2 separate regions of the Anas platyrhynchos genome follow, and region 1 is linked to region 2. Evidence: chromatin contacts called from public Hi-C data. All regions are on one chromosome and are shown on one strand. Each heading gives the region's core, a stretch centred on a gene start, on an enhancer-like site or on the middle of the called end of the contact. The rest is flanking DNA. Distances are from core to core; before and after follow the strand shown. Region 1 overlaps ZNF704 (zinc finger protein 704). Region 2 overlaps PAG1 (phosphoprotein membrane anchor with glycosphingolipid microdomains 1).

Region 1 (5,611 bases), core at 1,267-3,766, 140 kb before region 2:
GTACGCCGCAGCTGGGGGATTGGAGCCCGGTGTACCCTAAGAGATCGGGCCCCTGAGGGATCTCTGGGCTCCTGGCAGCTGGAGGCTGCCTGTGGGGTTGTGACAGCCCAGGGGGGCTGAGCTGCTGCAGGAGCCCCTCTGCTTTGTGTCGCTCACACAGGGAGGAGCAGCATCGAAATTTACACCTTGCATATCTCCCCTCGGTGTTGAACAAAATCTGACTAATCTGAAAATGAAAAAAAGAGCACCGCTGCCCAGCAAAAAACAGCCCACAGAGCTTTCACCACTTTCTTTCTTCCCTCGAGCAGATCACAGCAGCCTCAAATCACCTTGTCCCCTCCCTCCCTTTGACATCCGTGTGCCAGGCATCCAGCCCCGTGGGTCAGCTCCCAGGGGAGCAGGCTGCCCTTCGGAGCTCCTGGAGGGCCTCCACGGTCTGTGTGATGCCTTCAGGTAATGCTCCCCAGCACTTGCAGGCATTCGTCAGCTTGCTGATGCTAATGCTGCGAGAACCCTTATCAGATGTATTTATTACCAGGGTTGTTAATGTTTTGGGAGGGCACGGGCTGGCTTGGGTTCAAAGGAGGACCACGAGAATGGAAAAGAAGCCCTGAAGGAGCTTATTCCAGGAGCTCCGCACTAACGCACCTTGCTAAGGCGGAGGTTGGTACGGGGTGTGGGTACTGACAGCCTATGTTAAAAAGGTTAAAGAAGACATTTTCCATTTTTCACAGAATCACAGAATGACAGAATTTCTAGGTTGGAAGAGACCTCAAGATCATCGAGTCCAACCTCTGACCTAACACTAACAGTCCCCACTAAACCATGTCCCTAAGCTCTACATCTAAACGTCTTTTAAAGACTTCCAGGGATGGTGACTCCACCACCTCCCTGGGCAGCCCGTTCCAGTGCCTCACAACACTTTCAGTAAAGAAATTCTTCCTAAGATCCAACCTAAACCTCCCCTGGCACAACTTTAGCCCATTCCCCCTCATCCTGTCACCAGGCACAAGGGAGAACAGACCAACCCCCACCTCTCTACAGCCTCCTTTAAGGTACCTATCCCTCCTGTTCCTCCAGTGTTCGCTTTGAAGAATGAAGATGAGATTCCTTGGGTCAACATTTTTCATACACTTACAGTGCAGGAACACACCTCAGAAAAACCCTGTGGCCTAAAACCAGGGACATAATTAGGTCTTCCTCTCTGTAGTTCATGTTCTTGTGTGAAATTCCGACTATAACTTCTGAGTAAAAGCAAGACGTCGGAGAGAGCTTTCCTTTTACAACACTTTTACTGGGAGCCGAGCCCGCCCGCCCCGCAGCAGGCAGAAAGGATTTGGTGAAGGATGCGCAGCTTTGCCTAGGCTTCAGGGACTCACACTGGAGACATGAAGTGGAAAACTGGAAAATGAGGTGGCAAAAAGTGCGTGTTTTTACCTAAATACGCAGCAGTGGGACAGTCAGTCACACGGCAAGGAGGCGTGTGCTGCACCGGGTCAAAGGGGAAGAGCCCAGTGGGGGATTATTGGGGGATAACCGCAGGCAAGCAGCACAAGTTTGATAAGGGAGCTGCTGGCAATATGCAGCAGAGGTAGGAAACTACAAGGAACAGAAATGAGAATAAAATGCAAATAGAAGAGATCCTTCGATCCGTCTGGCTTTCTCCCGGTATAACAGGATTATTTTGTCACCCCTGTACTTCGTTTCCCTTCCGCTTTCATCTCGCTTTCCTCTGGTGACTTCCCAGTTCCTCTGCCCCGACACCACACCGGGGGCTGGCTCGAAATGCGAAACACCTCCCGTGAGGGACTGCACTTCTCATTTTACCGCCGATTTTGGGAAGCAGCAGAAGAGGTGGTGGAGGGAGGAGCTCTGAAAGTCCCCCCGCGTAGCGAGCCACATGGCTTGGTCAGCCCCAAATGCCCAGACTCCTGGCCACCATTCTGGGTGAAATCATAAACATTTAGAGAAAAGAAAACCCGAGAAAGGAGTAGCCTGGGAACTGAGCCTGGGAGCGGGGTTTTCAGAATGTTTTTTGGGAAATTTCTGATTTTTACCAAAGCCAAGGAAGTAAGAACCATTTCCCTTTCTCCCTCCATCCCTTACTCCGTATCCTCTTTGCTTTCGCGGGTCAAGAGGTCCATGCCCAGAAGGAAGGAACCCGGCCCTTTCTAAACAGGACATCATCTGAGTCCCCTCACAGAGACCTCGGCTCTTCAGCACTTCAAAAAGCCGGGTCGGTCCCGGCTCAAAGCTCGGGCTAAAAGTGGCGACGTGAGTCACCGCCTTGCTGGTTTCGTACCTCAAGCATGAGGGGAAAAACCAGCAGTGCTCTTCCTGGCGACACCGAAACGAATTTGGCACCGCCCCTGGGGGAGAGGCAGAGCACCCTTTGTACTCAGTGCTTGCAGTGCATGGCCAGCTCACCCCAATTTCCCCATCCTCGCCTGCTGTTGACTCTCCCCGGGTCTTTTTGGCGGCTGCAGCTTCGCGGCGGGCCACGCGGGGTCAGCACTGGATCAGTTTGCAGCTCCGGAGAGGGGTCCCCAGCTCCTCCCTGGCGTCCCTGCACGGCTTTAACCTCTTCTCTGCTAAAAACCGGCTGCCTTCTAGTTATTTTTCCTCCTTTTCCCCCCTCATTTTCTCATTTTTAAAAGAGTTTGGGGAAATCGGTCTCTAAAACAATTTTATGTATAAAATATAAATATACATTATTATTCTACGTTACATGCTGCTTATGACATTATGACACAAAGCTAAGCATTCTGCAAAGCTCCCAGCTCAGAAGCCTGGGAGGGAAAGGTCAGTCTGCTTTAGCCAAACAGGGGCTGCTCACATGCTACTCAAAAATACTGAAGGTGGAGTTTGGTGGATCACTGATCTGCAGTCGGATTTAGGCACCTGGATCTATGCCATAAGGTTGGTTAAAAACAAGCCTGGTAGTTTAAGCCAGACCTTGGCAGTGTTTCCTCCCTTTCTCCCTGTCCATAAGGGGTTTGTTTTGTTTTATTTTATTGTTGTTGTATTTTGTTCTACAGCTTGGCAAAAAGAACCAAGGGCTTGCTTCAGAGCAGGACGCGATACTACAGAGGCAAAGCTAAACCAAAGGGTGATGAGAAATTTGCTCATCATTTGTCTTGCCTCAAAACAAACGTGTTTGAAAGTTCTTCTTCTCCTTCCTCAACAATTATAAGTGAAAAAAAATAAATTAAATTAAAAAAAAAATCATTTATTCATGTTGGTATCATCTGGGGATAAAGCAGGAAAGTGTAACTGAGGAAGGTGCAAGTTCCCTCTCTCCCTCTCCCCCTCTGTTCCAAGGCTAAATTTAGAACATAAATCTTAGCATAATGTTTACTTTTTATTTTGCTAGCCAAAAGGAAAAATGTAGCTTGGTCTTCAAACCAATCAGGCTGTTTTTATAACCTAAATATTTGTCTTGGCACCGTAAAAAAGAGTGGGTGGGAGGGGGAGAAAAAAGTTGGCAGCTTGAGCAAATGAAATAGAAAATAATGCGTCCAATTAAGGGGCACCACAATGATATTGCCATTCCTTAGGTAGCATTTTCGTTGCTGAAAGGTTGTTTCCAGTGTTACAGGTTCCCAGCAGGAACAAAGAAGCAAGGTTATAACGCAATGATTCTCTAACACCACATTTGGAGAGTAGGTCTCAAAGGTGCTGGTATTAAAATAAAAAAAAAAAAAAAAAAAAAAAAAAAAGATGATGGCAACACTGTAAGTATAAAATGCATGGGATATTTCAAGAAAAAAATGTTTTCTTGCAGTGAAGAGTATTTGAAGCCCAAATTTGAACTTAGTGAACTATTTTATCTAAAGAAACGAGGGTCCCTTCCAACTCAGGATATTCTATGATTCTATGATTCTATGTTAGAGGAAGTTACTGATGCCTGCAGAGAAGGTTTCATTCTGGCTCAGAGTTTCTAAAGGAAGGACACGAGGGCACGAACTATTTTCTAACCCAAATGCACATAAGGCAGTCACTTCTGAAAGCTGTTTGGAATTAATTCAAAATGGGACAGAGCCTGTGCAAAGGGGAGAGGAGGGAGTGTAGGTATTCAGCTCTGCATTAAACTGAAACCCTTTTCCTTTAATGCTTCTGCTTTGTACAGTCCTTAAACCACGCTCTTTGCACAAAGCTAACTGCAGTGGTCGGCACGCCTGCCTTTAGAAACACCACTCACAGCAGAGATTGTTGCCTTTTAGGGTGGCATTTAATTAGTGGGATTTAGTCTGAAATACCAATGAAACACTTCCTTGCTGATTATGGCTTCACAATCTCTTCCTTTTGTTATCTAGATGAGTCAGCTGTAGGACCACCTGGTGGCAGGTCCCTACTGACACAGCTTTGGGTACCACCCGGCAGGAGGGGGTCTCTGAAGGCGAGACTCCTCCAACAGAAGCACCAAGGAGCTCCTCTCACTGCAGCAGTGCCTGCTACCTCTGCCGGGCTTGGAGATCTTCCTGAGGAGAGATGGACGGCTGTTGGTGCATGTGTGTGGTGAGGAGGTGTTGCTGGAAGGGAGAAAAATAAGAACAGAAGAGTGATTAAACCGCTCATTAAATTTAATAGCCCTGCTATTTATATTGGAGTTGGCTTTGCAGCAGAGGGTAGGAATGCATTAGCCAAAGGAAAATCTAAATATGACCTAACAAAGCGAAGGGAGTTGAGAATTTGGACAGAAACAGTATTAATTTTTACTTTTATTTTTTTTAATCCCCACAAACTACTCGCTGTTTCGGGAATGTCTCTCCAACTTGTGAGTTCAAAGCAGTAGCTTCATTAGCTCTCCCGTGAGGAAGGCTTATTCTGCTCAGACTGATCCCTGTCTATCAGGAGCGCTCCTTCACGTGCACGGGGAAGGAAGTCGGTCCCGTTTGTAATGAAGTCTGTGCAAAGGCTGCTGTGGACTTGGGCAGGTTCTCGGTTATGTGCTAGCACTCGTGGCTGTGAAAGAACTGAGTTTCACACAAACAAGTTGCAAAGTAGTACATACGGGTTTTATTACATGAATAATTGGACATACTCCTTGGTAATTGGTTACAAGTGCATTTCATTAATGTTCTGTGGACATCATAACAGTCGGAATATCTCAGCTGAACAGTCAGTATTTGGCTGAATTCAAGCCAGTGCAATTCATGACATAACCATAAACAGGAAATTACAGGTCTACAATGAGGTTAGACTAGATAGAGAGCAACAGCATATTTATTGTCACATCAAAGCGTTACAAAGTATGAAAGCCCAATATTTCAACTATCTCTAAAATGGTATTTGTACAAACCTGTTGTATTTACCTAAATGTAAGGATTCGTCACATGGGCAATGCATCATGTCTTTCTCTATTCTGGGGAGTCGTTTCAATATTCAAAACCGTTTGGGGCCACGAGAAGAAATGTAAACATCTGATGGTCCTTTGAAAGTCCATTCTGAGAAAATACATCGTGTGCCACAGGAAAAGTGCATCCTAACTGGGGTGTCTGCTATGGCCAGTTCGACTCTCAGATTCACATAGCACCAGGTATTTATCCATTTCTGCAGTAAAAAGTTAGAAAATCTTTGTATTAACTCAGAAAAAAACAAAGTCAAAAGG
Region 2 (5,679 bases), core at 727-3,226:
ATCAAATATGTATGTACAAATGTATATATATTTCTACAGCATCAGAAGCACATTTTTTTAATAACAAATTCAATTTGGTACCAACATCATATCTGTATCAAAAACCACTATGTCACCATTTTGTTACTAAAATATTATGAGAAAAAAGTTTAATTTCTAGAAAAATGCCAGTCACATCAAAGGAAATCTGTTGAGTCAGCAGAATAAAAAACCAAGTTATTTTATTATGTAGAAAGTAATGTTTCTGTTCCCATGCAAAATTGGTTCATTGATTTCCATCATGCAGGATCAGACTTCCAGACACCTTCTAAAAAGAACCAATTCTAACCAATTTCTCCATGGTGAAAACAAATTTTAAGTTATTAATGATATTGCAGTAGCTTGAAGAGGTGAGAAACAAACATGGAATTTATTAATTTTTCTGAGGCATTCTAGCCATGTCCAATTTACCCTGGTTTGCATTTGTTGTGGGGAACAGAGAATATGAGGAATAATCTGAAAAAGACCAAAAGATGTAGAAGTTTATGAAAGAATAAAAAAGTTGCTGGTCCTAGGAAGATAGGCATCAAAGCATAGTTGAGTATTTCTGGTTTGGCCAAGCAACTGGAAAGTCAGATAATCTGTGACTTTACAAAACCCATAAATACAAAGGATGGGGAGGGAGCAGCAGGTGTCACATGTTGTCCAAGTGCTGGATATGTTTTACTCATAATTTTGAGTAGCAGTAAGTGCCCAACAGCATTTTAGTTGTCTTCTTTCTTAGTTTTCTCAATAAATAAGCATATAAATTTAGAGAACATGAATGAGGAAAAATAAAAATCCATATTTTTTTCAAATATTAGGCAAAAAAAGGTAAGAAGAATAGAGATTTCAAAGTATGTTTCTGAAAACAGAAATACGTGGTTATTTGTTTTTTGGAGCAGGCATAAAGTTGTCTTGAATGATATTTACTCTGTAGAGCAATACTGTTCTCCTGTCAAAAGACTAAGTGATATGGCAAAAGCTAACACAGCAGAAAAAGTTTCTCTACATATAAGGCTGCTGGCCTTTAAATACAGACAATACTGGAGCTAGGGAAAGCTAAGGATGCATGGTGTAAAGACACACAGGAAAGCTGCATCCCTTGAAAACTTCAGCACAATTAGGAAGTTGTGCAATGAGCAGAAGCTTTTTAAGCTGAGCTTAAAAAGAAGTGAGATCACAGAGAGAGCCAAGGGAGAGAGATGTGTGAGTGCCAAGACGTGCAAGACTGAAGCCAGAAATGAGAAACCCCACCAGGCAGAAGCCAAATGGAGGAAAGCAAATGACCAAGGACAGAAACTGTACTTGTTCTGCAGTGAAAGGCCAAGAATGCAGACACCAAAGCTTTGACTGTAAATTGAGAGAAAAAGGTCAGAAATGGTCAAGTGCTGTGGCATTTCTAGCTCCTGGAGGAGTTTGGCATCTGTGCAAAAGGACCTGGAAGCTGCTCAACAGTTCTGCTTTAAGTACAGAACAGCAACAAGTAAATATAATTATAATACAAACAAAGCATGTGTATTCATCCTGTGTTGAAGACAGCACCCTTCTCAGGCGGTGCCATCAGAGGACTCAATGCCTGTTCAATGCCTCCCAAACTATGAGGCTAAAACAGTTTTCATTCAGGCAGGTGCATTTGACACAGGAAAGCTTCTGGAAGCTGGACAAGCACCCACCAACTACCATGACCAGCGTGGGACAGAAACCTGACAGAGGACAGTGAAAATACAACGGACTCATCTGCTTCCACTTGGGCAATGCCTGGGCACTAAAAGGTTAATATGCAGTTAATATAATGGATTTTGGAGTTGCTTCAGAAGCTAGTTTTAAGCAGAAACTTACTTGCAATCATGACTATGGAACAATAAGCAGCTAATGTCAAAAATCTCCTAGACACCTGAAATGGTTAACTACTGCTTTCACAATAAAAAGTTATATTGTGCTGCCCTCTGGTGAGGCTTTCTGTTAGGGGAAAGGTATTTGTGCCTGCTGTCCTCACGGCTATGGCTCGTGTGATGGTGCTTCAGAGGTGAACAAAACCCTGCTGCTAAGGATGGAGTTTCACAGAGTCTGTCATCTGCCTGGCTCGAAAAAATATCCTGATACCACCCTTGAAAGACTGCCAGACTTGAATAGCTTAACCTTGCAGGGAGACACCGCTGGGACAGGATAATGGTCAGCTGAACTGACTTTTTTCAGTATGTGAAGATCTTTGAAGATGATTTCTGTAGTTGCACTCTTTCCAGAAAAAGGCAAGGGTATCTTTCTTCAGAAATCTCAAGTTACTAGTGACACCAAAGTCGTCGTCGTCGTCGTCGTCCCCCAAAAAAAAAAAAAAAAAAAAAAAAGACTAATAAAGACAGACCTGGGGTACCTGGATAAGAAAACTTATTTCATCTAGGGCAAAGTGCCAATGATGGCTTGTGTTCACATTTCAAAATCATTATCAGTTCAGAAAACTAATTCTTACATTATATTGAACAGAATTTCTCCTTCTTGTTGGAACTTTCTCTTGCTTTTTAGACATCAATATTTACCATTAGTGGAATCTATACAACAAAAAACACCCATAGCCATTTCTTCAAAATTGCAGTTAAATGCACAATTATGTTTGTAGTTTCAGAAAGAGGGATATTTCACTACATGACCCGCACTTTTACTGTGAATAATGTGTTGTTTTTCCTTACGAGTGCTGTAGGGATAAAGCACAGCTCAGGCATTTCAGAGTGAGGACAGAAGGGTACAACGTGCAAGCAATTTGAACGTGAGATATACAAAAGAGCGTGGGAAGGCTGCAATTTTTGGGAATGCATAGAGTGAGAACGTCAGCTCACGAGGGAGCTGCTGCAAAAGCTTGGATCGAGACCTGGACTCCTTTCAAGCCTGGGGATGGCCAGATCCTGTGCATGCAGACCCGGTGGCCTGGGAGGCACAACAGGAGATGATGGCGTGTGCCTGTGCCCACTGCCAGGGCTGAGGCTCTCCATGGGCACTTCTCCCACCAACCATGCCTTCAGTGTCTTCTCACTGCTTCTGGGCTTTGCCACCATTTCATTCATGTCCCGTTACAAACCACATTAGGCCCATGTTTCAATCAGCTTCCATGGGGAAATGGGTGGGAAAAGCCAATGGCTCCGCATTTCTGGTTTCCTTCATGAATTATAGATAGAGTCTAGGCAAGGGAAGAAATTGTTCTGACAACTGAATGACTTTGGATGTGAAAACCCAAACGCGAGAGGACAGGAGAGACACTGGGATGGCTCAGGATCACAGCTCTCTGTCCTGAGCTGTCAGACCAGGAGCTTCGTGGGCCTGCCCCTGTGTTGAGCTTCCCTCTCAGGCTGCAAGGCCTCCTCGCACTCACTTCTCCTGCCCACTTCTCCCATTGCCTGTACCTCCAGTTACTATGATAGCATCCCTAAACTATAAAACAGTTTAGTCACATCATCTGGGTTGGAAGATCCCCTCCACCCTACTAGTGCAGACCTAGGAGGGACTGGGGAGAGTGGGGAAGAAGGCCTTGGAGGTGCGAGTATCATCATGGATGTAGCTCGCTTTATCCTTTAGTGCTATCTGGAAGTGGCTCCTCAGCGTTTCCTTTCTGCAGCTTGCCACAGCTGGTGGACTCCTGATAGCAAAACTTCACACAATGCCCAAATTTTGGCATGCCATCAAGGCTACACCTGCCCCTGCATGGGCAAAATAATTCGGCCAAACTTTTCACAGGTATCTCCTACTGCAGATCATGGCATGAAGTCTGAGAATCAGAATATAGGGGGTCCTTTTGACCTCATGCCCCTGTGCTAGAAATCCTCCTATTCTCTCAGCACTGCTACACCACAGGATGTGCCCACCTTTCTACCCAGCCTGGCTCTTCTCATTAGCTCCCAGTTCCTGTCTGTCTGCTCACTACCCAATTCTGTTTGCTGCCTGAGGCAATCACCTCATTTATAAGTAGTAAAAACAATGCTAAGACAGCAATAAGCATGCATGGGTACCGAATAAAGTAAGTACAAAGACATGGAAATTTTATCAAAAAGCAAAAATTCAGATAATTCACAGGCATTTCTACATTAAAATAGATGACACTATAGAACAGCCTGAATACAAAAACATTATCCTTGCTTTAAATTGGTGCTAGGTACGTAAGAGTAATTGCACACTATTAGATGTTTCTGGAGACAACAGGCGACAGGACTGCTGTTTACACTGAGGTCCTGCTTGCAGAAACTCTCCCTACACCACCATGCTACCAGAATCAAGACTGAGGCTTCTGCAAATGCACTGTAGAAAAGTTGTATGACCAATCTGTGCTAGTTTTTCTGCACCTGTCTTATGGTGTTTCAGCTTCTAGCTGATTATATTTAGAGCCAGTACTGAACTATGCAAACATTAAGACCAAGATCACGTTTTTCAGTGTCTAATGTATTTCACTTTTGGGGTTGGTGTGCACTAAATCAGAACAAATCCTTCCCTATGACAGATTAACGCTCTCCTAGTGCAGTTGCATTTTGAGCTACTTGGCTTGGCAGCACCCATGTAACTGGAACAGTTGAAAACAAAAAGACACGTCTTATTGCAAGCAGTCGGGAACTGCTACAGCAGACCAGATGTGCACATAATTAAGGGCTGGTCCTGAAAGCCTGATGCTGGAAGGAATTACTGACATGGACTATAGCACTGCTGTAGGCTGTCAGATGAGCCTTGCTGAGGCTGTGCGTGCCGTAAGCCTTCAAAAAAGCTCACGTTTCTGCTTTGTGAAACAGCAGAATGATGAGGTCCTGATCTAATCCCCCACTGTATCTACTTTTACAGAAATCACTGCTGGCTTATCAAAGATCTGTGTGTGCTCTATAATGCAAAAACAGACCCCAGACAAAACCAAGCAGTCCCAAACTACCAGTCACTTTTAACCCTTTTTAAGCATTAACATCCCCCAAAGAGAAACCAAGTATCTCTGAAACCATCTATCTGAGGCATCAAAGAAATCATTTAAAAAGGCCTGTGTCTCAGTAAATGCTGACCTACACTGCCACCTGCACTCAACCCACCCGTGCCGTGTCAGACCTTGTCACCTCAAGGTCAACGTATTCAAAGTTGAACTGACTTCTGCATTTTGCTCTCTATTCCTATTAGAATTTTAGCAATTCACAAACTCAGAGCCACCACCAAATATCTTTTCTTTCCTTACGTATTGCTCCCAATTCCACAACCTCCAGGCACAGAACATCATAAAATCTCCCTTCTGCCGCTTCCAATTCTGCATCAGAAACTTGTACCTCTGCCTCAGGTATATTCCAGCTGGAGCAATATCACGCCGTGCTTCCTCGCTTCCCTCTGCCTGGCCTTCCTCCTTCTGCTCACTTCTTCACAGCCTGCCTCCCCTGTGAAGCTCCCGTTTCCCAACCCTCCCTATGCTCCCAGTGGTCCTAATTGCACACAAGCCTGCATCGTAGGCATTTCCTCCTCCTCAGAAAGACATTCTGGAAAGCGGCAAAAATCAGGACAGTTACATGAACAATTAGCACATGAATTCAAGAGCTTGCTTCAAGTCAGCAGAATAATTTCTATAAAAATGGTGGAGAAGTTTAGAAAGTAAGAGTGTTTATTATTCAGAAAACAAGAGCAAGGTTTTCTAGCAGACTGTAGAACAGGATTTTC

What was found. A called contact is a pair of places that touch in the nucleus more often than the background predicts.
Region 1: a contact with region 2 is called in a Hi-C map of subcutaneous adipose tissue, with 4 times the contacts expected there. The contact joins two enhancer-like sites. A contact is called at or near these places in 5 of 8 Hi-C or Micro-C datasets (F1 follicle, liver, skeletal muscle and 1 more).

What each region holds. Positions count from the first base shown.
Region 1 is chr2:29,936,211-29,941,821 of IASCAAS_PekinDuck_T2T, reverse strand. It overlaps ZNF704 (zinc finger protein 704), which reads right to left. Exons shown (of 9, transcript XM_038174710.2): 9 at 4,997-5,611. Among named protein-coding and RNA genes, the nearest start is that of ZBTB10, 68 kb to the left of the region's middle. Within about 2 kb of position 2,516, at least 3 of the 8 cell types and tissues checked have an H3K27ac peak or open chromatin away from gene starts, as enhancers often do.
Region 2 is chr2:29,791,023-29,796,701 of IASCAAS_PekinDuck_T2T, reverse strand. All of the region lies in intron 3 of PAG1 (phosphoprotein membrane anchor with glycosphingolipid microdomains 1), which reads right to left. Among named protein-coding and RNA genes, the nearest start is that of ZNF704, 47 kb to the left of the region's middle. Within about 2 kb of position 1,976, at least 1 of the 8 cell types and tissues checked has an H3K27ac peak or open chromatin away from gene starts, as enhancers often do.